Linked DNA regions of Mus musculus: all the other regions are linked to region 7. A link is a contact called in public HiChIP or PLAC-seq and promoter capture Hi-C data. All regions are on one chromosome and are shown on one strand. The core of a region is the stretch at or near the end of the contact, and the rest is flanking DNA. Distances in the headings are between cores, read along the strand shown.

What was found. Promoter capture Hi-C pulls out the DNA fragments that hold promoters and counts their contacts. HiChIP or PLAC-seq counts read pairs in DNA pulled down with a chosen protein or histone mark.
Region 1: an H3K4me3 HiChIP or PLAC-seq map of embryonic forebrain shows a contact between it and region 7, with 8 times the contacts expected there. The contact joins the enhancer-like site here to the promoter of Prkaa2 in region 7. A contact is called at or near these places in 11 of 39 promoter capture datasets (the 3T3-L1 cell line, the C10 cell line, cranial neural crest and 7 more), 2 of 115 datasets of contacts at active chromatin or transcription factors (embryonic forebrain and large pre-B cells) and 4 of 9 other capture datasets (adipose tissue, embryonic stem cells, embryonic tail and 1 more).
Region 2: an H3K27ac HiChIP or PLAC-seq map of trophoblast stem cells shows a contact between it and region 7, with 7 times the contacts expected there. The contact joins the enhancer-like site here to the promoter of Prkaa2 in region 7. A contact is called at or near these places in 13 of 39 promoter capture datasets (the 3T3-L1 cell line, 3T3-L1-derived adipocytes, the C10 cell line and 9 more), 2 of 115 datasets of contacts at active chromatin or transcription factors (embryonic forebrain and trophoblast stem cells) and 1 of 9 other capture datasets (embryonic tail).
Region 3: a promoter capture Hi-C map of liver shows a contact between it and region 7, with 4 times the contacts expected there. The contact joins the promoter of Bsnd here to the promoter of Prkaa2 in region 7. A contact is called at or near these places in 10 of 39 promoter capture datasets (the 3T3-L1 cell line, the C10 cell line, cranial neural crest and 6 more) and 1 of 115 datasets of contacts at active chromatin or transcription factors (embryonic forebrain).
Region 4: a promoter capture Hi-C map of liver shows a contact between it and region 7, with 2.8 times the contacts expected there. The contact joins the promoter of Dhcr24 here to the promoter of Prkaa2 in region 7. A contact is called at or near these places in 8 of 39 promoter capture datasets (the C10 cell line, frontonasal cranial neural crest, hippocampal neurons and 4 more) and 2 of 115 datasets of contacts at active chromatin or transcription factors (astrocytes and pancreatic cancer cells).
Region 5: a contact with region 7 is called in a promoter capture Hi-C map of hippocampal neurons, with 7 times the contacts expected there. The contact joins the enhancer-like site here to the promoter of Prkaa2 in region 7. A contact is called at or near these places in 7 of 39 promoter capture datasets (the 3T3-L1 cell line, cranial neural crest, frontonasal cranial neural crest and 4 more), 1 of 15 datasets of contacts at CTCF or cohesin (the NIH/3T3 cell line), 3 of 115 datasets of contacts at active chromatin or transcription factors (embryonic forebrain, extraembryonic endoderm stem cells and stem cell-derived neural progenitor cells) and 2 of 9 other capture datasets (embryonic tail and embryonic trunk).
Region 6: a promoter capture Hi-C map of hippocampal neurons shows a contact between it and region 7, with 3 times the contacts expected there. The contact joins the promoter of Slc35d1 here to the promoter of Prkaa2 in region 7. A contact is called at or near these places in 1 of 39 promoter capture datasets (hippocampal neurons) and 1 of 115 datasets of contacts at active chromatin or transcription factors (embryonic stem cells).

The regions. Positions count from the first base shown.
Region 1 is chr4:106,295,429-106,298,511 of GRCm38.p6, reverse strand. All of the region lies in intron 1 of Gm52671 (a long non-coding RNA gene), which reads left to right. Among named protein-coding and RNA genes, the nearest start is that of Gm52671, 4.6 kb to the left of the region's middle. Within about 2 kb of position 1,546, at least 29 of the 459 cell types and tissues checked have an H3K27ac peak or open chromatin away from gene starts, as enhancers often do. A contact at or near this core is called in adipose tissue, where this site is marked.
Region 2 is chr4:106,328,588-106,332,075 of GRCm38.p6, reverse strand. The region is part of intron 1 of Usp24 (ubiquitin specific peptidase 24); the gene reads right to left. Among named protein-coding and RNA genes, the nearest start is that of Gm40218, 5.9 kb to the right of the region's middle. Within about 2 kb of position 1,310, at least 45 of the 459 cell types and tissues checked have an H3K27ac peak or open chromatin away from gene starts, as enhancers often do. A contact at or near this core is called in liver and trophoblast stem cells, where this site is marked.
Region 3 is chr4:106,490,531-106,493,952 of GRCm38.p6, reverse strand. It overlaps Bsnd (barttin CLCNK type accessory beta subunit), which reads left to right and starts at 1,710. Exons shown (of 4, transcript NM_080458.2): 1 at 1,710-2,088. The coding sequence starts at 1,912.
Region 4 is chr4:106,559,559-106,562,832 of GRCm38.p6, reverse strand. It overlaps Dhcr24 (24-dehydrocholesterol reductase), which reads right to left and starts at 1,795. Exons shown (of 9, transcript NM_053272.2): 1 at 1,436-1,795. The coding sequence starts at 1,666.
Region 5 is chr4:106,388,551-106,392,028 of GRCm38.p6, reverse strand. It overlaps Usp24 (ubiquitin specific peptidase 24), which reads right to left. Exons shown (of 68, transcript NM_183225.2): 35 at 3,369-3,478; 36 at 1,681-1,836. Among named protein-coding and RNA genes, the nearest start is that of Gm40218, 66 kb to the right of the region's middle. Within about 2 kb of position 1,933, at least 21 of the 459 cell types and tissues checked have an H3K27ac peak or open chromatin away from gene starts, as enhancers often do. A contact at or near this core is called in hippocampal neurons, where this site is marked.
Region 6 is chr4:103,213,589-103,217,118 of GRCm38.p6, reverse strand. It overlaps Slc35d1 (solute carrier family 35 (UDP-glucuronic acid/UDP-N-acetylgalactosamine dual transporter), member D1), which reads left to right and starts at 1,943. Exons shown (of 12, transcript NM_001356276.1): 1 at 1,943-2,455; 2 at 3,027-3,060; 3 at 3,162-3,248. The coding sequence starts at 2,253. Gm46864 (a long non-coding RNA gene) reads right to left here and starts at 2,176. Exons shown (of 3, transcript XR_001784379.1): 1 at 2,122-2,176.
Region 7 is chr4:105,108,577-105,111,760 of GRCm38.p6, reverse strand. Prkaa2 (protein kinase, AMP-activated, alpha 2 catalytic subunit) reads left to right here and starts at 1,863. Exons shown (of 9, transcript NM_178143.2): 1 at 1,863-2,056. The coding sequence starts at 1,963. It overlaps Gm36893 (a long non-coding RNA gene), which reads right to left and starts at 1,863. Exons shown (of 2, transcript XR_376484.4): 1 at 1,573-1,863.

The sequences.
Region 1 (3,083 bases), core at 297-2,796, 1.2 Mb before region 7:
CATCCACCCCAGCCACTCTACGGAGGTCTTTGACTGCTGGGCGATTCTTAACTGCTGCACGAGCCAAGACCTTAAAACCCCAGGAATCTGTTACCATCAGGCTGCACCCTGCTCTGAGTTCTTCCTTATTGTGTAAAACGGTGGTCTTTCAGGTAATGCTTTGCCATGGGAGACTCCGTTTCGCAAGCCTTTTCCCACCTCTGTCTTGAAGGTGGAAGATGATTGTATGCCTGGTGGACTGGCAAACAGGACCATCTGTCTGTGTATCAGGGTAAATGGAGACTTTAGAGCCACGCAAGCATGTTAAGAGTCACATCAGGGCAATCAGGCCCAAGAACTTACTGGGCATGCCAGACTGAGTGAAGGCTATAACTCCTCAATGGAACCCCACAAAGCAGTAGATACTTAGCATTGTGATTCCTGGCCACACTGACCTGTCATCCAACACTCTGTGTGTGTGTGTGTGTGTGTGTGTGTGTGTGTGTGTGTGTGTGTGTGTGTGTGTGAAGGACTGACAGAGAACTCTTGACTCTCCCCAGAGCTTCAGTGTTCCTCGATCCCCTCCTGTATGATGTGGTCTACTGGACTGCTATCTGTCCATCTTCCTACTTGTCCATCTTGACTGAATTTGTGTTTTCTGCTCTGAACCCAGATCTGCCCCTTCGTTTCTGAAGCTGACTACATCTTCCTTCTCAACCCTGAGTTTTCTTCTTCCCTACATCTGGCTTGGGTCTGTTAAGTCATCAATACACTTCTGTCCGCCCTCTTGTGAAACCTCTGGAAGTCTGCTATTGCCTCTTTAACTTATACTCATTCTGTAACTCACATAAAGATAGATAGATAGATAGATAGATAGATAGATAGATAGATAGATAGACAGACAGACAGACAGAGACATTTTCCAAGTGCTGTGTGATATGAGTTAATACTAGTAATTCATATTGGAATAAAAGAACCCACACTTGCCTTAGCCATGTTAGAGTAGATAAGATCATCTGGAAAGATTCTTAGTGATTTATTTTTATTATTTTTAACAGTGTGTATTCACAAGTGTCTGTGTGTAGGTATTGGCTTCAACAGAGGCCAGAGTCATCAGACCTTTCTGTATCTGGAGTTACAGGTAGTTGTGAGCTACCTAATATGCCTGTTGAGAATTGAACTTTGCTCCTCTGCAAGAGCAATGCATATTCTGAACCATCTCTCCAGCCTATGAATTAGTTTTTATTTAATAAATTCTGACACTGTGGGAAACCACAAATGTCTTTATTTATGTCCCCAGCATAGCGTGCCCAAGACAAGTCCCTGCAGGTTTATGGCTTGGGAGTCACTTTCCAGCTGCTTCCAGCTGCTGCTGCTGGGTAGCTAGGGTGGGAAGCCTGTGGTTTTCTTCGAGTAACCAGCTCAACTAGCTCCTACCCATGACAAAGACCACAGGGAAACAATAAAAGACAGTCAGGAAGAAGTTTTTAATGGGACCAACTGTTGTAGCACTTGTGGGCAGTACATAGGAGGGGAACCCTCCAGAATCACCCAGATAGAGTAAAAACCTGCCAGCTTATCAAGACAAAAAAAGAACACAGTTTCCTTGTAAACAGCTTCTAGTTCTGTCATCAACAGCTTCAAGCTCCACCAACCACGACCTTTTTGCTAAGTCAGTGAGTTGCTCTTCCTGAGTGTGACCAGCTGCAGTTTGGTGGGGTGTGCCCTCTGGGGTTCACGGAGACTTGTCGTGGCTAAAGGGCAGCTGTGACTAGAGCAGAGCCCCAAAGCTGAAGCTGCAGCTTCTTCACTGTGATGGTTTCAGGCTACTTTCTTTGCAAAGAGGAGTTTGCTCAGAGGGACTGTTGTAGAGCGTTCGAAGAAGCCAGGCTGTTGTGACGATAATCCAGCCAGTTTGCCCAAGCAATGGTGCTGGATTGATAGCTCTCCACTTGTGTTTTCTTGAGGCAAGAGTCAAGGGCGGGGTCTACCAGCTGCTAGTCAAGAGGCCCCTGGCTGACTCTGAACAGCTTTGTGAATTTAAAATACCAAAGGGTGGTTATAATGAAGGCCTAGCAGGACATCAACATTCTCAGTGGTACTTACCAGCACATAAATCCTTCCCAGATACCCTTACAGAGAGCTGGGTCTCTGAGATCTGTCTTGGTATTACTATCCCTACTCAATAGATGAGTTTGGGACCCTGGTTGCCTGTGGTCAAAGTTGAACAGAAACTTAATTAAAGAAAAAGGACTGGAAAGATAGCTAAGTAGTTAGGAGAACTGACTGCTCTTCTAGAGGACCCAGGTTTGATTCCCAGAACTCATGAGGCGGCTCACAACTGTCTGTAACTCCAGTTTCTTCTGGCTTCCTCGGGCACCAGGCACATAAGTGCTGCACAAACACACATTCAAGTAAAACCACCCATATACATGAAAGAGGGAGGGGGGCCATGTTTTATTCGTGTAACTGGGAAGTTTAGAAACATTGAAAGCAACAGTTCCTTTCCTTCTCTCTGCTTCCACGTTTCTGAAGTCCATTCATCCCCTTTACAGACAAACCTCCTTAGAGACTGAGAGCACCACTACACAGTTTCTATCCATTCCTCCACGCAGCAGCCAGAAGGGAAAGGCTTGCTCTTGCCTGCCTCACTCACCAAAATCGGGGGAGGGTTTGTGATGGCCCAGCAAGTCTAGCCCCAGCCATTCACATCCATCACTTGGACAATGATTCCCAGTGATGTGAAAGTCTGATGTAAGTTTCAAGTCTCAGGTTACACAGTAAGTTAAATAAAAAAAAAAAAAAGAGTCTAGAGGCTCCAAACCCTATTTAATTTTGTCTGTAGTTTATTGACTCAAAAAGCTATAGCTTCCACCCTTGAGGAAGTAATAGTCTGGTAGGACATTTGGAAAGCCCTCCCTGTGGGAGGGTGGGTGAAGGTTACAAGAACTCAGCAGAGGGGGAGATCACGCGAAGAGCATATCTTAGTCTTTGAGGTTTATGAGAATCTTTAAAAATCTGCTGAACCTCATGGGTTCTTTTCTAAACGCACATGCGCACACATCACACACACACACACACACACACACACACACACACACACA
Region 2 (3,488 bases), core at 61-2,560, 1.2 Mb before region 7:
GCCTTTAATCCCAGCACTCAGGAGGCAGAGACAGGTGGATTTCTGCGTTTGAGGCCAGCCTGGTCTAAAAATGAGTTCCAGGACAACCTAGGCTATACAGAGAAACCCTATTTCGAAAATCCAAAAATCCAGAAATCCATCCCCCCACTCCCCAAAAAAATGAAGGAAACAAATCTGAAACAGTTTGTAAACCAGGCTACCAACTGGCCCAGGATTGTACAGCTTATTTCCAAGTACTCAGTACCCATACTGACTGCATACACTCAGGCAGGGCTCAGGAGTGCTAACGTGATAGGCTGACACAGCACCTGGGGAAGTGACAGCAACTGCTTGGCATCCTTCTCCTCCTGAAGCCCAGCAGCCTTCACTAACTTACAAGGAATTACAGACAGAAAGAAGAAAGCAAAGGAAGGAGGTAGCTCCATAGTAACTTTGACCTTCTAACCCAAACAATATTTAACAAAGGGAATCATGTTGACTAAAGACAGAAACTTTGTGAGGAAGGGTATATTTAAGATGGCCTACAGTCAAATACTTCCTCATGTTACAAAGAAATACATGGCTGTGCAGTCGGCTGTAGTTCTCAAGAGGCTACAGCAGGAGGATTGCTGCAAACTGAAGGCCAGCCTGGCCTACAGAAACCGTCTCTCAAATAAAGTTGAGTGTAATGGTGCAGGCTTTAATCCCAGTACTTGGGAGGCTTGGGCAGGAAGATTATTGTACACCTGAGGCCAGCCTGAGCCACAGAGCAAGGCCCTGCCTGAGAGAAAGAGAGAGAATGAACATTTTTAAAAGTAGACATGCTGGGCGGTGGTGGCACACGCCTTTAATCCCAACATTTGGGAGGCAGAGGCAGGTGGATTTCTGAGTTCGAGGCCAGCCTGGTCTACAAAGTGAGTTCCAGGACAGCCAGGACTATACAGAGAAACCCTGCCTCGAAAAACCAAAAAAACAAAAACAAAACAAACCAACCAAACAAACAAACAAACAAAAAACAGTAAACATTGTCCACCCAAAAATGCAAGAGGACAATTTTTTTTTGATTTTGATAATGAGCCAAAAGTCACTATCCTCTAAGTGACAAGATTTGACATACCAAGATCTATATGGTCCCTTCCAACCCTGAGACAAATCTTCTATTTTAATCCCTAAAGTTATAACATGAAACTTTATTTGCTGGAACAAGGAAAAGAACAGCAGAAACCAGTCGGCTGTGGAGACGGTTTCTGCTTTGTAAGGATATCTGGCTATGTAGCCTTGATACTTCTCTCCAGATTGTTGTCACTATGCACTGGGGGAAGGAGAAGCAAGGTTGCATCATTTCTGACCTTCAACCCTTAGTGAATGCTTGGAATTCCTTTACTACAGACCTGTTCTAGATGTTAACCAAATAAAGCTCAGAGTGATGAGAAGCAAAGAGGACTTGCTTGCCATCCACTACCGATGCGTGTGGGCCTCTCTGCGCACACACATTGTAAACTATTGATTGATGGTACAAAGGAATATACTTGGCCAGCATCATTTCAGTAGGAATTGAGTGCTAGCTACTCACCCAATACATCACATTCTGTCAAAAACAAACAACAGTTGTTCCTGTGTGTAAGACTGAAGCAGCGATGATCTGTTGCTACTATAATTCAACAGAACATTTCAAAATGAGGCATGAACCGTGAGAAGTAAATCACACAAATGAAAATAACACTGTCAATTTATTACTTTGGTTAGCATTTCAACATAAAACATACCACAAAAGTCAAAATAGGAATAGTAAGCCAGAGCCCAACTGTAAGTGGCCTCTGCAAAGGCTTTCCTTCACAGGGCTGCTAGGCCTCTCCAGCAAGACTTCCAAACAGCCCCAACACCCATCCAGATCTAAAGGACTCTGCTGTGTTATCAAGGACTTTTGAGATAGAAGATTAGTTCCTATGCAGGTGGCTTACACCTCTAGTCCAGCACCTGGGAAGGTAGGTAGGTGGATGGCCACAATATGAGAACCCATCTTTAAGAAAAACAGAACAAAACAAAACCAACCAACCAAACAAACAAACAAACAAAAACCAAACAGGCCATGGCCCTGCGCTCTGGGAGACAGGTGCAGGTAGATCTCTGAGTTCAAAATCACCAGGGTCTATACAGGTCTGTCAGGGCTACAGAGTAAGCCCTGTGTATGTAAAAAATAAACTGCTTTGTTTTTTTTTTTTTAGATTTATGCTTTTAGGAAAAAAATAAATAAATGGCACTATTCTTAAGAGACAGTAGTTGAGAAAATACCAACCCATGGATATTAAACATTCAACAAATAAGTAAATAAAAATTCTGTACATGGCAATAAAAATTTTTCCCTTAAAATTTTTTGAGTCCTGGCAATGGATACCACTGTAGATAAATTATATCACAAAAAATTCTAAGGCACTATCCAAATTCTTTTGATAAATCTATATTTCTTCATACTTAACTCAGAATCTTAAAGTCTCCAGCTTCTAAAAATCAAATATAGTTTATTACATTTTGAACATAAAAAAATCTACTAGGCTCAAGGCTATAATAAAGAAGTGTGATGGTTAATTCTATGGTCAACTTAATTGGATTAAGAAATGTCGGGCTGGTGAGATGGCTCAGTGGGTAAGAGCACCCGACTGCTCTTCCAAAGGTCCGAAGTTCAAATCCCAGCAACCACATGGTGGCTCACAACCACCCGTAATGAGATCTGATGCCCTCTTCTGGTGGCTCACAACCACCCGTAATGAGATCTGATGCCCTCTTCTGGTGCGTCTGAAGACAGCTACAGTGTACTTACATGTAATAAATAAATAAATAAATAAATAAATGTGTTAAAAAAAAAAAAAAAAAAAAAGAAATGTCTAGGGCACAAGGGAAGCTTAGCTTTGTGTTTGTGATGCTAGAGGCTAAACTAAAAAGAGAACCTGGCCTGGATATGGGTAACAACACCCCTGGCTGGGGTCTGCCGCTGAAAACAAAACCAGGAGGAAAGCAACTCTGTCCTTTCTCTGCTTCCTGATTTGTTCAGATAAAGAGCTGTGGGGTCCCTCTCCCCGGTACCCCCCCCATCCCTGTTGCCATGCCTCCCATACATGACAGACCATAGTCTCCAAACTTGAGACAAAATAAATCCTTCCTCCTTTAAGCTGCCTTTGGCAGGTCTCCATCACAGCAATGACAAAAGTACCAAGAGAGGACTATGTCCAACTTCCTCATCCTTGTATCAGCTGTTCTCAGTACCGACCTCAGGGCCAGCATACACAGAAAAGTTCTTGACGAAAACTGGCCAATCTGAATGGCTAGTTTTAGTAAATGGACATTAACTATTTTGCTGTTCTGGTATTTCAGTATAATATGTGTTCGTTTATCTATTGGATATGATCTAAACCACTATTTAATATATATCTACAGTCTCTATTTAATAAAAATAACAGAAATAGCTGTTCTGCTCTTTTTTTTTTTTTTTTTTTTTCGAGACAGGGTTTCTC
Region 3 (3,422 bases), core at 461-2,960, 1.4 Mb before region 7:
CACTGCCCAGGCTCAGTTTCCTTATCTGGGAAGTGGGTGTGGGTCTGGGTGCACAGAGGCAGCACCCAGAGGATGTGACAGCACTGTGCCAGACACACAAGGCCACCAGGGGGCACAAGAAGCTTCTGTGAATGTGGCAGAGGTCCATCCCCTCTGTATGTTCAGCACTGACTCTCCGGAGCATGTCTAGGTGGCTCTGGGACTCCTTGGTTTAGGATGGGACTCTCCTAGATTACTCTGTTCCCATGGCATCCTCTGGTCTCCAAGCCTCTTTAAGAAGATCGTAATGGCTCCCTTAGAGGTTCCTTGCCAGTCACAACTTCAAATGACTTTTCCTCCATTATGTCACTGTACCAAAAGGGGAGGTGGCCTAAGGTCCACTTCACAATCCACAGGCGACAAAGTTTAAGTCCATAACCTAACTTCATCCCAGGGGTGAGGCTGGAGGTGACCAGAGACATGGCATCTGGGCAGTTTTCTCAGAGTGGCTGTTCCCAGTTCCTGAGGCACTCTACAAACTGAAGTGGAGGGGACAGAGGTGGGAGACAGTGATGGGAAGGGACCCCAGTGAGCAGGCATGCTGGCAGAGGTACATGAGTGGCAGATGGGGCAGGGAGGAACATGTAGGGCCCATTCAGAAAAGCTTTGAATGCAGGGACTCAGGGAGCTCACTGACGGCCGTGCCATTCACCTGTGAGCTCTCCCACTGCCTTGCTCTGGGTACCTGTGGTGATTCAGGATCTCTGCAGTGTTAGCTATGGAAGCCAATCTGACTTTCCCCATCAGCCACCTCAGAACTAGAAACCCTTCTCTAGACAGTCATTCTTATGATAAAGATGGCTTTCCAGGTTGGGGACCAGGGACAAGTGAAGTAGATGTCTGTCAGTCAGTCAGCCAGTTGGTCAGTTAATCTGCAGGGGCACCAGTTCACTTCAGCCCCTGTGACACACGCACGCACGCACGCACGCACGCACGCACGCACGCACGCACGCACTGCTGGGCTGTGTGTGAAATACAAAGGTGATAGGGGAGAGAGAGCCTAGAGTGAGCTCTGGTTCTGGCTACTGTCCCCCCCTCCTCACTCCCTTATAGAGGAGCACAGTAAGCCAGCTGCTGAGCCTGCACTACACAGCCGCAGACACAGATCCAAGACCATCCTGGGCTTGGCTGCTCGAGCCTGGCCCTGTGTTCACCTATGTTGTGGTTGACTAGGGTCACGCTAGTGAGACACACAGCCTCTCGGCTCTGGTCCCAGTTGCTCTGTGACTTTGGGCAGGCTACCTGTCTATGCCTGCGTCCTCATTTGTGAAACGGGAATGTGGCACCTGTCTCCTTAGTTGAACAGAATGGAGACATATCTAGGATGGTGACCATTTAGTAGGTACGGATATTTCTGTTGAGCCTAGATGATCAGGTGTCCTTGAGAAGGTGTCTTTAGGTGTCTATGCTGTCAGGCTGTGGCTTCTGAAAGCCACCGTGGCCCCACCCATGCCTCCCAGAGATGGGAGGTGCAAAGCCTGTCTGGCCTCCCTCTCCACAGTAAGCAAATGAGGTGATGTCAAAGCCATGACTGGCCCAGCCCCTGTGACTTCCCCCGCCTCCCTCCCCACCTCTGTCCCATGTTCAGAGCTACAATCACCAAACAGCTGGGCCCACAGGGGAGGAGAGTGGCAGGAAGAAAGTTAGATGGCTGGGACCTTGGGCCCACTGAAGCGTGTCACCTGCCCTGCTGGGCTCAGGGCTGAGAGCTGGGCCTGTGGAGTTTGCTCCTTGCTCTGTGCATCATCACCTTGGTTCTCAGCCATCTCCTGGAGCATCCTTCCTTGAGAGCCTGCTCAGCGTTTGAGGAGGATTGCGGGCAGTCCCCTGCTGGTGTGCTGATCAGCTAGCTACCAGGGCTGGTTAGCCACCATGGCTGATGAGAAGACCTTCCGAATCGGCTTCATCGTGCTGGGCCTCTTCCTGCTATCCCTGGGTACATTCCTTATGAGCCACGATCGACCCCAGGTCTACGGCACCTTCTATGCCATGGGCAGCGTCATGGTGATCGGGGGTGTCATCTGGAGCATGTGCCAATGCTATCCTAAGGTAGGGGGGCTGGGAAGGGGGCAGAAGGACAGGTGGCTCTCATGGTCCCCGGCATCAACCCCTGGCCTCCAGCTGCTGTGTTCTTTCCATTTGGACTCCCTATATTCTCTCTGCTCTGGGGAACATCCTTTTGCTTATCCATTCATCTCTCATTGTGGCTGATAAGAAGCCGTATGTCTGGACCTGGAGCCACCACAGGGACACAATGGGATCTATGCACTGGCCCTGTTTGATCAGAGCCAGAATCCACAGCTCACCCCAACCACGTCCCAAGCGCTCTGTGTTTCCTGGAGTCCCCTTCTCTCCTACAGACCCTATGCTACAGGGTTGGAGCTTGCTTTAAAATGCAGTGGTGAGCCCTGGGTTCTCTGTTTCATGTCTCCAGCTGCTGAGAGCTCTGCTGTGCTGGATCTTCCTGAGACTCAGTACTTTCATCTGTAAAACGCCACACACACACACACACACACACACACACACACACACACACACACACTACCCGTCTCAGCTCCGAATAGCCCTGTGGTAACCCAGGTATGATGTGTGGAGGACGGGGAAGGGCATATTTGCAACTGTAGTGTTGTGTTTAGTTAAACAACGTCTGCTGCTGTGATTATTCTTGATCTTTACACAGCCCTGAGGAGTGAACATTTCAGGTGCTGTAGAACTTTAATGCTCAGAGAGGTGGAGTGAACATCACAATGTCACACAGCTAGTTAGAGACACTCAGGGATATAGGGAGAGCAACAGGGGTCTAACTTGTGGTCTGCCTCTGAGAGCCTGGGAGACTGAGCCACTTTTTTTCTGAACCTCAGCTTCCTCAGCTGCACAATGTGGGTCGGGAGGATGGTGTGGGAAAGGGGGACGGACATTCAAAGTCCCAGTGAACCTTGATATTAACAGCCCTGTCCTTTCAGCCTCCTCCACCCCTCCCTACTTGGGAGGTGTGAGTACCCAGAAGGAGTTCTAAGAATTGGGGCCAGGTCCTAGCCTCTCCCAGTCCTGCCGCCTCTGTAGCCAGCCCTGGGCTGTCATGTCACTTATATCTGGAGCTTAGGCAGTCAGAACTGGTTTGGAGCCATTTATAAAGCAGTTTACAGTCAACTCTCCTCTGTGCGCTCAATGTCCTGAGCAGAGGTCACTGAGAGAAGAGGGCCGTGAGGCCAGAGCCACTATATCCCCACCCAGGGAGGGGGTGTTTGTTGAAAAGACAGCATCCTTCCTAAGGAGGGGATTGGGTAACAGCAGGGTGGCTGGTAGGGGGTAGGGCTGGTTATTAATGAGCAGCTGTTGAAGGCTCCTGTGCTGTGTGGGGAGATGGTATGGTGGTGGAAACC
Region 4 (3,274 bases), core at 546-3,045, 1.5 Mb before region 7:
GGGGTTAAAAAGTTCTTTGTCAAATCCTCAAGAGAGACAGAAAGGGTCCAGAAAGTAGGTAACTATTTGGGAAGCTATGGTAAGAAACTAGGCATGAGGCAACAAAATCAGAGATGGGATGGAGACACAAGGCTGAGGGGGTTGAGAGTTCAGGCTCTTACCGAAGCCAATGTTGACTGCCTGCCTTATTTATCGGTTGTGCTGTCTTGGGCACATGACTCACACTTTGAACCTCATTTTAGTAAAACTGGTACTAGACACCAGGAGGCCGTGGACTGTAAACTGCACACACGAGTGGCACAGGTATGGCGTGTAGGGCCCCATTGTTCCTTGCGCATCCTTCCATTTAGTTTAGGTTAACAACCTCTCACTAATACACTCTTGCCCCAAGGGGAGCCGTCAGGTAACAGTCCTGTCTTCTGGTGCTCACAGGACATCCAGCAGGTAAATAAATGGCAAATAGAACCTGCAGACAGACCCAAGGAAAATGGTGCAGGTGGGGGTGGAGGTGCAAAGTGATTCTGATCGATGCACCCTCTGCATCTCCTCTCCCTGGGTAAGGTCTTCTGGTCTGGAGGTCACTCTGCCTGGCACCTGCAGGCTAAGCCTGTGGTGCTCAGTCTGCAGCATACAGCAAGAAGTAAATAGAACAAGAGGGTGGTTGCCATGCGGGCAGCGGCAGGAAGCAGACGCTCTCTGAAGCCTGATGCAAGTTAGAGAGGAATATAAGGAGGGCAAAGGGAGCCCATGCTAACCCTGGATGAGGGGGAAGACGCTTCACTGTGAAGAGAAGTCTTAGCCTTGGTGCCGGCTGGCCTATATGAACTCCTCATCTACTTACTGGGACGACTACATCTGGATGCAGAATCTGCTGCACATTACACGGAATTGGGGGCTGATCCTGCCTTTTAATCTCTCTTTAAACCTCCATTGTAAAAGGATCCGAAGCACCTCGGACCGCAAAACAAACTTTCACCTCTTTCCTGCATAAGGCTCCTCTCCAAACTGACTTTCTAACCTTTTTCCTCTCATGACTGTGCTCCTCAGCTTCCTACTTCTGCTCAGCCAATCTCTCCACTTGGATCTCCCCCCTCCCCATTTCCCAGAACCACCTTCCAGAGGCCATTCCTCCTTTGGAATGTGGGGGGCCTGAGTTACCTGACTGTTGCGCACTTCCCGAGGGTTTAGGGTCCCTCGTTTTCTAGGCACTGCGCATGCCCTGCACCTAGCAGACACTTTATAAACCTAGGGTTAGGGTTCTGTTTGTTGCCCCGGTGCTTTTGCTGCTTCCGTTTCATCCTTGGACAGTCCCTTCCCCCATCACACGCCAGGTCCTTTGCGATCCCCACTCCCACGCCCATTCCTCCGGCCCCACACGCCCCCGTCGCCCAGAGAACCGCTACCCCGGCGCACAGCCGCGCCCCGCGCCGCTCACCTGTTTCTGGATGTCCCGCACGCGCTGCTCGTGCAGGCGCGGCGCACTGCTCAGCTTGAACACCACCCAGGCGCGCACGTAGTAGTAGATATCGAAGATGAGCGAGAGCGGCAGCAAGAAGAGGCACACGAACACCCAGCGCTGGTGGATGAGAACGAACTCCAACCCCTTCACTCGCACCCAGAGCAGAAAGAGCAGCGCGCACACGGCCAGCGACACGGCGGGCTCCATGGTGTCGCGGCGCACCGCGCGGAAGGGTGCGGGCTCGCGCCGCCCGTCTCCTTCGCCCGCTCCGCGCTCCGCCGGCTCAGCGCCTGCCGCCACCGCCCCGGGAGCCTGTAAGTCGGGCCCGCCGCCTCGCGATTGGCTTGGGTCGCCAAGGTTCGGTGGGCCGAGACCCAGGCGGCGACCAATGGTGAGCCGCGCCGGGGATCGGACCAGGGAGCCGCTGCGTTCATTGGCTGCGGGAACCGGGATGCTCCACCCTCTTCTAGTCGGCGTGCGAGGAGGGGCTGACCTGGGCTGGGGGCGCTGGTAGGGTCGGCAAGCGGCGGGCTTGGCGGGGTTTAGGGCTCTCGCTCTGGAGGCAGCGGGACCACCCTTGATCTCCTCCTTGGGTGGTGCCTCCCGTGGACACACGTCAAGCAGTTGTGCATTGGGTTACCTCCCCAGGGTGGGAGGCGCTCCAGACAACCACCCTGCAACCCTGGCAGGAGAGCCTCTGGCCTTGACCGGGGCAGGTCATGACACTCTGTAGGCACATGGCCAGGAGGGGGAATCCTTTCAATTTTCAGGGCGTTTACCATAAATGCATTTGAACTACCCCCCTTAGCAGTTCTGGGCCGTGGGTAGCTGGGACCCCCATTTTAAAATACGCGATGGTGAATTCCACCTGTCGAGTAATTTTAAAAAGCACAGAGGCGTTGATGGCATTCTTCCATGCTGAACCCAAAGTGGATGGAGGCTTGGAGACAGGAAGAAAGAGCTTCAAGGCGGCATGGCAGCCCTAGATTAAGAGTAAGAACCCAGCACATGGCCCCGGCCTTGCGGAGCAACCAGGCCAGGCTGCGGAACAACCTCTGACCTCGCCAGAAGCTTGAGTCCGGTGGTATTTGCACTTTCCCTGAACAGGAGGAAGCTCTGAAGATTTTTCAAACCTCCCAGGGCCTTGTCTGCTTCACGTGTCTTTCCTTCCCCCCCCCCCCCCCCTTCCACCTTTGTCCGGACACGGACTCGGGCACTCCATTCTGCCATCCTTTATAGCGCCACCTTCCACCTTCGGTGAATCTGTCCCTAGAAGGCTCTTTCCCCATTGTATCACCGAGGTAAAGCACTACACAGCCTAGAGATTCGCGAGGTGCCACTTCTAAAGCCAAGTTTATGTACTTCTTTCAGAGGCTCACAGTTCTTTCCATTTTTATATAATTGTCCCTTTATGTGTCTCTCCCTCCTACAGATGGAGCTTTAGGGCAAACAACACCTTGTTATTACAGCACTTTTGAATTTCCAATTTGTGGCATAATGACTAGGGCATTGTAAGGCACACCGTTGTTGACCAAAGGATAAGTGAAGAATGTATGTGGGAGTTCAAATATCCAATAGAAATCAAAGTTCAAAGTGAGAGGTTGTTTACCCTCAGCTTCCAAAGGGAGGAGTCCAGACTGGAACCGACCGTCCTACCCAGCTATGACAGCTACTGATAGAGCTGTCAGTAGCTTACACAAATTGAAATGTCCTTTAAGTGTAAAACACATGTTCATAATATTCATATTGACTTTGGTCAAAATGATTACATTATCTTGGGTTAATAGTAAAATTTTTATTTCTTGGTGTGCATGT
Region 5 (3,478 bases), core at 684-3,183, 1.3 Mb before region 7:
TGGAGAAGTTATACTTTCTCAATTTGAAAACCTCTCAAACAATTTCAGGAAAATTAAATTATGAGTATGGTACAGTCTTAAAAAGATATTTCATAATGATTTTAACTTCCCATATAAAAATCCTCAAATTCATTTGTTCTCAGAAAATTTGTGCAGGTATTACTTTAATTAATTATAAGTTGGAACTATTAATGTCTAATTTCTATGTTTATCTTGATAATTTTAACTTCTGACTTATACAATTAGTTTGGATGTTATAGAAAGCACACCATGTCCATCAGATCTTTATCTGTGGTAGATTGAAATGAGTAATTACAGCTAAGACTAGACAATTAGTACAATTCCCAGTACGGAAGTTACTTTGCTTCTGACTATTTCCTGAGTTTCCTGCACATTACAAAGTGTTTGGGGGCTGCAGATCCAGCAGGGGACGCAATGAACAAGTCTCTGGCTTAGTGGAGCTCAGCGCAGTTGGAGGAGAGGGGATGATGGCAGTATCATGAAAAGTGACTGTACTGTACAGACGGCTGTGAAAACAAATGATGTTGAAAAGTGAGGGAAGGGTTTGGGTTGTGTGAGGGCATGGGGAAGGCTTAGGCTTTGGGGAAGATGGTCAGGGAAAGTCTAACCAGGGTGTTCTGTGTGCAGAGACTTGAGGAAAGAGGGACAGCCAGTGTAAAGGACCTGGGGCAGTAATCTATCTATGTACTGAGGAAATAGCAAAGAGGCCAGGAAGGAGGGAGAAACAGAATCACTGCTCTATTGCATTGTGTTGGGTTTGGGGACTTAGTAAAGAGTTGGGTTTTACTGTGGATAAGCAGAGAAGCCTGGGAGTTCTGAAGAAGGAGCATGCCTGAGGAATAAACTGGAAGCACAGGAGAAGGGAGAGAAATTAGGTCAGCAGTGATTGGTTCAATCCAATTAAGAGGTGGAGGCAGTGTGCACGCATGAAAGGGGTACAAACAGGTGGAGTCTAGACTCTGAAGGAGGCCACGCTCACATAACAGAAGCAGAGACAGTAAAACGTCATAGTTACTCAAGGTTCTTAGGCAGAGCATGCAGGAAGCTGGAACTGCTCTGCTCAGAAATTGGTAGAACTTCTGAGTGTTATGGGCAAGATCACGTTAGGTTTGAGATAGCTCAAGTAGGGTGATGAGGAGGGTGTCCAGACTGAAGACTCACACTAACATGGAGGGTAACAGTGTCACGTGGATTTAAGGCTGTGAAAATGGATGGAATCACCAAGAACAAGAGAAGACAGAGCAAAGATATTGAGGAACTAAGGCCCAGCATCTCCACCCACTAGAAGTCATTAGCAAAGATTACAGAGCCAGACCTAGCAATATATAACTCTGGCAGGATTTACTTACTATAAACTAGTAACCAGGGCGATTCAATTCCTTAGTTACAATTATCTCCAATAGAGCAGACATGGCACCCTGTAACACCTGATGTAGAATTGTATGTGTGGACATGGATGTGTATGTACACAAAAGGCTCAGCAAACACTCAAACATTCCTTCAGAATTAAGCACTCTAGCACTGTTTTCTCCTGTTCTCCATCCTCACTCTCTCTATCCCTTCTCTCATCAAAAGGAGCTTTTTATAAAGCAATGCCAGCTCTTAACTGAAACCTGGCTTTCTCTGAAAGAAATGAATTACTAATAAGCCGCCTCCTACCCAGTTGCTGACTCCGAAGCTGCAGGCACGTAACAAGAAGAGACAAAGCCTCTCCAGCAATCAGGGCATCTTTGGTGGACACAGACTGCTGCCGGACGCAGATCCCAGCATGCAGGGCTGCTGGCTCTCCTTCACTGCTAGAGCTGCAATTGCTTCCTGAAAGCAGGGAACACAGTTTACTATGGCTCCTAGGAGCATGCAGTATTGTAATGTAAGACCCACAGTCCTTGTGCAACAGTAAATACTGCAACAAAGCGTTGCCAGGGAACAGGAGATGTCATCTCCCTATTTGATACACACCAGCTGCTTTGTCTTAAACACATTTGCAGGGACTCAAAATGTTTTCACATGACAAAGCTCCTTTCAGGTGGGAGAATGCCTTGTGTCTTATAAGATGATCTCAACAGACTACATGGACACAAGAATACTAAAATATAACTTACTTAATATTTCTGTATATTCTGTCATAATTAAAAAATATTATTACACTGGGTGTAGTGGCACACACCTTCAATCCCAGCACTGGGGAAGCAGGGTAGACAGTTTGAGGTCACCCTAGTCTATAGAGCAAGCACCTGGACAGCCAAGGCGATAGCGAGACCCTATCCCAAAAAACCCAAACCAAGCTAAACTTGAAAAACCTTTTACTATCGATGTATTTATAAACATATAGAGCAGGAAGAACTAATAAAGCCAAGTAATAAAGCTACATGAAAAGGCCCAACAGAAAATAAGTTAACAGGGCTAGAGGTGGAGACAGGCACATTCCTAGGGCTTGCTCAGTCAGCCCAGCCTGATGGGTGATTTCTATGTCCTCGAGAGACCCTATCTCAAAACAGCTGCTCTCACCCCAAACCAGAGAGAGAACAAAAATATCTGAAGAACACTAATCTTATATTGGTCTTTAGCTCACACATATGCTATGCATGGCGCCCCCCCCCCCCAAGCAACTCTCTGTAGTTGGGGCATGGAGCTGTGCCAAACCAAGAAGAGCTGTTTACCCTGCTAGACTTCTGGGAAATTCATGTTTCAGCCAGAAATTATAGTTGTAACACCTTTACACTCAGCAAAGCTAAGATGGCAGGACTTGACATCTGCACTTATTCCATGTGCTAATAAATGCCCTTTTTCTTAAGTAAGGTGCCAAGACTCATGCATTTTTTAATCATGTTCAAAAACAAGAGGAAATGGGTGTGGTGGCGCACGCCTTTAATCCCAGCACTCGGGAGGCAGAGGCAGGCAGATTTCTGAGTTTGAGACCAGCCTGGTCTACAGAGTGTTCCAGGACAGCCAGGGCTACACAGAGAAACCCTGTCTCTCAAAAAAAAACAAAAAAAACAAACAAACAAACAAACAAAAAAAACCCAAGAGGAAAAGTTTCTTTTTATAATCTGACAAATCTGCACATGGATTATTCTTACAGCTAATTCTTGCCCAATGTTCTATTATTGTCCTTTTTGCTATGGAGATTTTTCTACATGGACATTGTATTTATGTCACTTCTACCTCCCATAAACCCTCCCCCCTCAAATTTATGGCCTCGTCCTCTTTAATTATTATTGTTATAAATACACACACACATGTATGCATATGTATACAGGCACACACACACATACACACACACACACTAAAGGGGAACATACTGCTCTGCGTTTACTTAAAAGCACAGTCCCACTTTAAATCAGTACCTGAGCTGCTGAGTCTACTTCTGATCCCAGCAGGAAACAGAGAATTGCTTTCTTTAATTGGCTGGCTACTTCCGACAAGGTCAAGCCGTCCTGCAGCTGCAGCCCATGAC
Region 6 (3,530 bases), core at 694-3,193, 1.9 Mb after region 7:
GAACCCATGGTAGGTAGACCTTGGCCTGTGACGGGCCTTACTAAGTATCTGTTAATTTTTGTAAATATGGTTTTAGGCAGAGAAAAACATTGTTTCCTAGCCCCATAATTTTACATTTATTTCCATTTTGGGTAACTTGGATACATGGGAACAACCGTCAATGTGACTGAATCAGGAAGACAGGCCTTTAGCACAGAGCTCATGCTGCAGACACCAGCCTTCAGTTAGCACTTGCCCTCCTTTGTCCTTCTGTCTCTTCGGCTGTCCATAAGGCCCATGCTGTCCATGGACAGTGGTTTTCACCTCTCCAGGACCAGTGATCAAGGCACCATCTTAGAATCAGAGGGCTTAGGCCTTAACAGAGACACCCGATGGGGCGGTGCTTTTTGATTTTGCATTTCTTATTCTCCAAAACCATCCAGAATGTTTGTTCTCTATAAATGGTCCAGTCACGGGCAATATGTAATGGTAGCACGGACAGAGTAAGACATTCTCTAAAAGCAGTGCACGGGATGGGAAGGGCACAGAGGGAGAGGTCACTTTTTATAAGGCATGAAGGGGATCTCTGGAGACAGGCTCCCCAGAAAACAGGCACCGTTTTGCCCAATATAGAAGGAAAAGTAATAATTCAAGAAGAGATGAGGGAGGGGCATTGTGAAATGGAAGTGAAGAAAGAGAGATGTGAGCCTTGTTGTTGATTTAGCTACAACTCAGGAAAGGGGAAAAGCCAGGCATCTGGAGGTGCGGGCAAAGGAGGTTACCAACAGTCAAGGATGCCATGCTGGCTGCCAGGAATTCCAGTTCTGAGACACGGTACAGGGTGCATGTACCTTGAACACATTGTGTAACTGGCCTAAGCCAGTCACGGATGGGTAAATACTGTGCGATTGCTCATCTGTGTGATATACAGAATAGTCAGATTCACAGAGATTGACAGCACAACACAGGTTACTTGGTTTTGAGGAGGGGAGTAGAGAACAGGAAATGATTGCTTCGTTCCCACAAGAGTTTCCATCTGACACGGTGAATGTTTTGGGGAGGGTGCCTGGTGAGAGTTGCACATCCAAGGATTAAAACAATAAACTGATATTTTTACCACAGTTTAAAAAAAAAAAAAAAGACACTTAAGAAGATGGGAAGTTTGGGGGAATAATTCAAAACTTTCTAAAAGTAGGAATGTAACGTCCTTGCTTCAACAGGTATTCTTTGCTTGTGTGACTGCACTGTGTCAAGAAAACAGAACTGGCTTTACACAACAGAGGTCGTGAGATGAAGGTGCAGAGACCATCGAATCTGCCTAAGAGCACAGGGAATGTTTCAAACAGTCCTAAAACCGGAACAAAGCTTTAGGCTCCAAACACCTTGCACTTTTTACTATTCCAGGAGCGGCTTATTGCAACACTTTCCTCATCCTTGCCTTTTCTGGATATACCAGCTAAAACAAACAAGCAAAAAACAACAAAAAGAATTTCAGAAGCATGAGAGGTCTCACTTTGCAGAATGAAATCTTTGTTTACTGTTGAATCATGTTTGATACTTTGTGTGACCTTTGACCCCTCGGCAAGTGAGGCCAAAAAAAGAGCTTTCGGGATAACTGAGGATGCAACAGGGGCATCACTTCTCTGCCAGCCACACGTTAGAAAGGAGGGAGGTACTTCTAGGCCTGCAGCCCAGCTCCCGCAAAACCCCCATGCTCCCCGCAGGGGGACCCAGCGCGCCTTCGTGCGCAGGCGCAACTCTGTGCTCGCCAGCCCGGCTCAGTGGTCCCCCAGCAGTGTCCCGGCTGCTCCCGGAGCCCATGCCGGGTCCCCAGCCCCGCCGAGCCAGCCCCGGCCCTTCCCTGACCCCGCGAGGCACCATGCCAGGGCAAAGTCCCCGAGGGTGTGAACCCCAGTGTCCCAACCCCTGGGCGGGGACGGGCGGCGGCAGTGCGGGGAGCTGTGGGCAGCACAACCCGCGAAGCCCTGCCGCGAGCCGCCGGGTCCTTCCCGAGCCTCCGCCGCCACGCTAGGCCCGCAATCGCGGAGCCCCGGAGCTCAGGGCCCGCGCCCCGCACCGCCAGGCCCGCTCCCGCAGCCGGGGTCCCGCCACGCCAGGCCCGCGCTCCTCCGCGCCCCGCACCGCCAAGCCCGCTCGGCACCGCGCTCCGCACCGCCAGGCCCAGACCCCCGCCGCCGCGCCGCTCCGCCGCCCCGCTCGCTCGCAGGCCCGTTGCGGCAGCCACCGCCACCGCCGCCGGCGCCACCGCCGCCATGGCGGAAGTCCACAGACGTCAGCATGCTCCGGTTAAAGGAGAAGCCCCCGCGAAATCCTCCACACACAGAGATGAGGAGGAGCTGGGGATGGCGCCGGCCGAAACGCTAACGGTGTTCCTGAAGCTGCTGGCCGCCGGTTTCTACGGCGTGAGCTCCTTCCTCATCGTGGTGGTCAACAAGAGCGTGCTCACCAACTACAGGTGGCCGGGCTGGCGGGCGGCGGCTGCGGCGCGGCGGGCAGGGACGGGGGTTCGAGCCCACCCGGGGATACCCTCGGCCACGCTCCCCGCCGCACTGGCCAGGGCTGGGGGTGAAGGGGGAAGGCACAACGAGGCCGGTGCCCAGGGACTAGCGACCCGCGCGGCTGACAGCCCCGGGACCGGCGCGGCCGCACGCCCACGCGCCGTCGCCGCTGTCACTGAGACTCCGGGGCAGAAGTTTGTATGTGTGTGTCTTGTGTTTCCCCTCAAGAGTCATTTAAAAGATTTAAAACCGTTGACGAGGTCTCCGCGGCTTAACTTTCTGGAAAAATCCGTTGCAGGAAGCTGAAGGGAATTGTAAAAAAAAACAGGACAAGACCAGACAAGTGGTCGCCCTAGGCTACAAAATCTAAGATTTTTTTTTTAATTTTTTGTTTTTTATTGGAGGGGCAGGCATCGCTGTGGGTTGAATCAGAACGCATTTTAAGGCTGACAGTGTGGGAGTTGAATTCCCTGTGCTCTGAGGACGTTCTGGCCGTTTTTAACCCCCTTTTCTTTACCCCTTTTGTAGATTTCCATCCTCGCTATGTGTTGGACTTGGCCAGGTTAGTTGGAATCTCGGGCATCCCGTGGTCTGTGTTGTCAGAAGTTCTGTGTGTGTCTTTCTATGCAGAACAGTGCATCTGTGTGTGTTCTCTGTTTGCAGATGGTGGCCACGGTAGCGGTTCTCTGGGTGGGAAAGACACTCAGAGTAGTCAAGTTTCCTGACTTCGACAGAAATGTACCTCGAAAGGTAAACAAACGTGAGAAAGAAGGGATACTTTATTTTATAAAAAGGAGCCATTCTGTGGCTTAAGGGCGGAAAAAAAAATCAGCGTCTTGAATATTTAAAAATGCAGTCTAGCTCCCACCCTAGTCTCCGAGTGCATATAGCAAAGCTAGAGAAAACAGGCCACAGGGCACCCAAGACGACAACGTCTCTGGAAGATGAAGATAGAAAATCCTTCTCTTCATTAAGGAGTTTCTGGGAACAGATCTGCCCACTCTAGCCACGATCTTCTGCTTCCTTTATTCC
Region 7 (3,184 bases), core at 614-3,113:
TTGACTAACCTTTAATAATTTATCCCCAAACAGCAAATAATCCCTTTTCTTTGTGTTTCTAAATTATTTTTTTATGGGAAAAGCTGCAAGTATTTATGTTTTTTTTTTTTTAAGTATTTATGTTTTGAAGCACGTTTGTATGAGTGCAGGGAACTGCTAAATGGAAGTCACATGAGTCTTCATATTTCTGTATAGGAAGCAAATAATCTTCAGCTATGGCAAGGTCGGCTAACATTAAGTAAAGGGAGGGGAAGAGTGAGGGGAGCCGGGAGGAAGAGATTGCTTGCTCATAAGTGATTTGCCCACTGGTAACACTCTGGGCATGCTTTGGATTCCCTTTTATTATTATTATTATTATTTTTTACTTCCATCCTCAATACACTCATTTCTTTAATGTGTTTTTACATCATTTTGTTTCCCACAATTCTTTGATCCCTTCTGTGTTTTGTCTATGTTCTACATTTACCTGCACATGTAAATTATTTCCTATTTCTTTTAGTATTTCTCCCTTGTCCCGTATATAATGCATATCTACACACATGTATGCAAGTGCTGAAATATACTTAGGGCTGTGTCTATGATTTATTGGGAAATTTTGTTCAAATGAGTTAGAATTGAGAGTCCTGAAGAGAATGTCTTTTATCTCTATAACACGATTGTCTATATAACTGAATGAAGAAAAGAAATAAAAGGAGACCATAACTGCTCCTGGGTATGGTGGATGTGCTGGCTTGTCATATGGCAACTTGACACAAGGTCATCTGAAAGGAGGGAACCTCAACTGAGAAAATCCAGCTGTAAGGCTTAATTAGTGATTGGTGGGGAAGGGCCCATTGCGGGTGGTTCCATCCTTGCGCTGGTGGTCCTGGGGTCTGTAGGAAAACAGGCTGGACCAGCCCTGATGAGCCAACCAGTATGCAGCAACCCCTCCCCAACCCCCCATGGCCTCCGCATCAGCTCTTGCCTCCAGGTTCCATGCATTGAGTTCCTGTCCTGACTTCCTTCAATGATGAACAGTGCGGTGGAGGTGTAAAAAATAAACCCTGCCCTCCCCAACTTGCTTTCTGGTTATGGTGTTTTATCGCAACAATAAAAGCTTTAACTAACACAATGAGGAAGGCCTGTTATAGATAAAATGAACATACAGGCAGAAGCAGAGGCAGAGACACATGGTCAGACTCAGCAGGGCCATGTGAGGAGAGAGAGGGAGGGAGAGCAAGAGAGGAGCCAAGCCTAAGAGGGGTGGGTGGCCTGGGCTAAGAAACTGGCACAGCCAAAATGGCTGAATTATCTAGGGATCAGAGGACCTGAGGGAAGGGGCAGCTCAGTCCCCGGGCTGGAGAGTTCAGGGTAGGGGTCAGGGTATGCCAGGCAGGAGGACCCTATACCAGGTGGGGACTAAGGGATGCTGAGAGAACCAGCGTCACGTCACCTTTGCTATGTTAATGCTAGGCGTCTCCGTTGGCAGTTTGTCTGGGGGTTGAGACCTAACAATAACACGACCAGGAACTACAAAACAATGGGACGCCATCTGAAGAGGGTACGGACTAGAACGTTCCCAGACAAACAAACCTTGGCTAGGGGGAGCGTGCCAGGGGCTAGGGGCGGGCCGCCCTCTCCAGCGCCTTGCCCTCTGGTCCCGAGGCATGGCTCACGGTCTACACCCCGTCACCCCCACTTCTCCTCAGATTCTCCTTCCATCTCGGTCGCGCTCAGATTCATCCCTTCCATCTTCACCGCCCTGGGCTTTTCTCGGGACGCCTCGGCTCTGCTCCCCCAGCCTGCGTCCACACGCGCCGGGCTGCGCTCTCCCCACCGCGCCCCGGGCGTCCCCGTCCCGCCCCCCGGGCCCGCTGCACTGTGGGTAGGCGGCGGCGGCGGCGGTGGCGGCGGTAGCGGCGGCGGCAGCGGTAGCGGCGGCGGCGCTCAGAGCCCGCGGCAGGGGGAGCCCGTGCGCCGAACATGGCTGAGAAGCAGAAGCACGACGGGCGGGTGAAGATCGGACACTACGTCCTGGGGGACACCCTGGGCGTCGGCACCTTCGGCAAAGTGAAGAGTGAGTGCAGCGGCGCGGGCGGGCGGGCAGGCGCGAGCGAGGCCGGGTGGCAGGTGGAGCGCTCGCGGGCGAGCCCGGGGCACAAGCACCTGGAGCCGCAGCCCGGGCGTGGGTCCGGGGGGACCAGCGGTTATGGGGTGTGCCTTGGCGGGGGGTGCCTCCGAGCGCCCTGTCTTTTCTCTATGCCTCAGCTCGCTTGTCTGCAGAATTGGGCGATTGGCCCAGTCCGAAGGGCCCCGAAGCGTGGGGAGGATGGGGGAGTCACGGCGCCCGCCGCGAATTGGGAGGGGGTCTCCCACTGGTGCCAAGTGCTCTGCGTGGAGCCTCATCTGTGGTCACACTTAATCCTTAACGTGGCACCGGCCGGGTGCGGTCCTCACCTTAAAGGTGAGAGAACTCGAGCTCCAAGGCTTCAGAGACACGCCCAAGGTCACAGAGAATTGGCAGATTCAGGGTGAGGTCTAAGATGTCCTCCAATTTTGGCCTTGCTGATGAGGTCCCTGCCTTTCCCAGATTCTTCCCTGTCCCAGTCCTTTGATGGTGGAGTTGACCAGGGGCATGCCCATAGCAGAGAGGTGCCAAGTCCCTCTGCTGGGTGTGTGAAAACGCTGGAATGCAGCGGGTTGGACAGAGAATTTAGGAGAACCCCTAGCTCTGTAGGTTGATTGGTTCAAGGAAGGATTCTGTGGTCAGGGTCTGGGAGAAAATGTTGCTTGGTGATCGACTTTGGGTCCCCAAGAGGTCAGACTTGCTTAGGCAAGGGGTATGTTTGTTGGTGAAGGGACTGCTTTGGGGGTTTTGGAAAAAAACTGGTTGCTTTTGAAATGTCACACTGCACTAAACTAGTTAAGTATTAAACTTTGCTTTGCTTTCTTATTAGTTAATAAGAGTCACATGGGGTTTGATTACCCGTCCTTTTAACAGAACTACAGCTCTTGTTAAAAAAAATACTTGGTAGCAAGTTGGGAATTAAAAGTGAAACATTAGCCTTTTGTTGTTGTTGAATAAATATCGGGTAAGCAGTCTGGGGATTTTATGCTGAGGCTTATTTTCTACATTTTAACCTCCAGTGAAGGTTTGAATAGAAGGGAGAGACTCCTCATTCCTGCGAGGATTAACTCCTCTTGG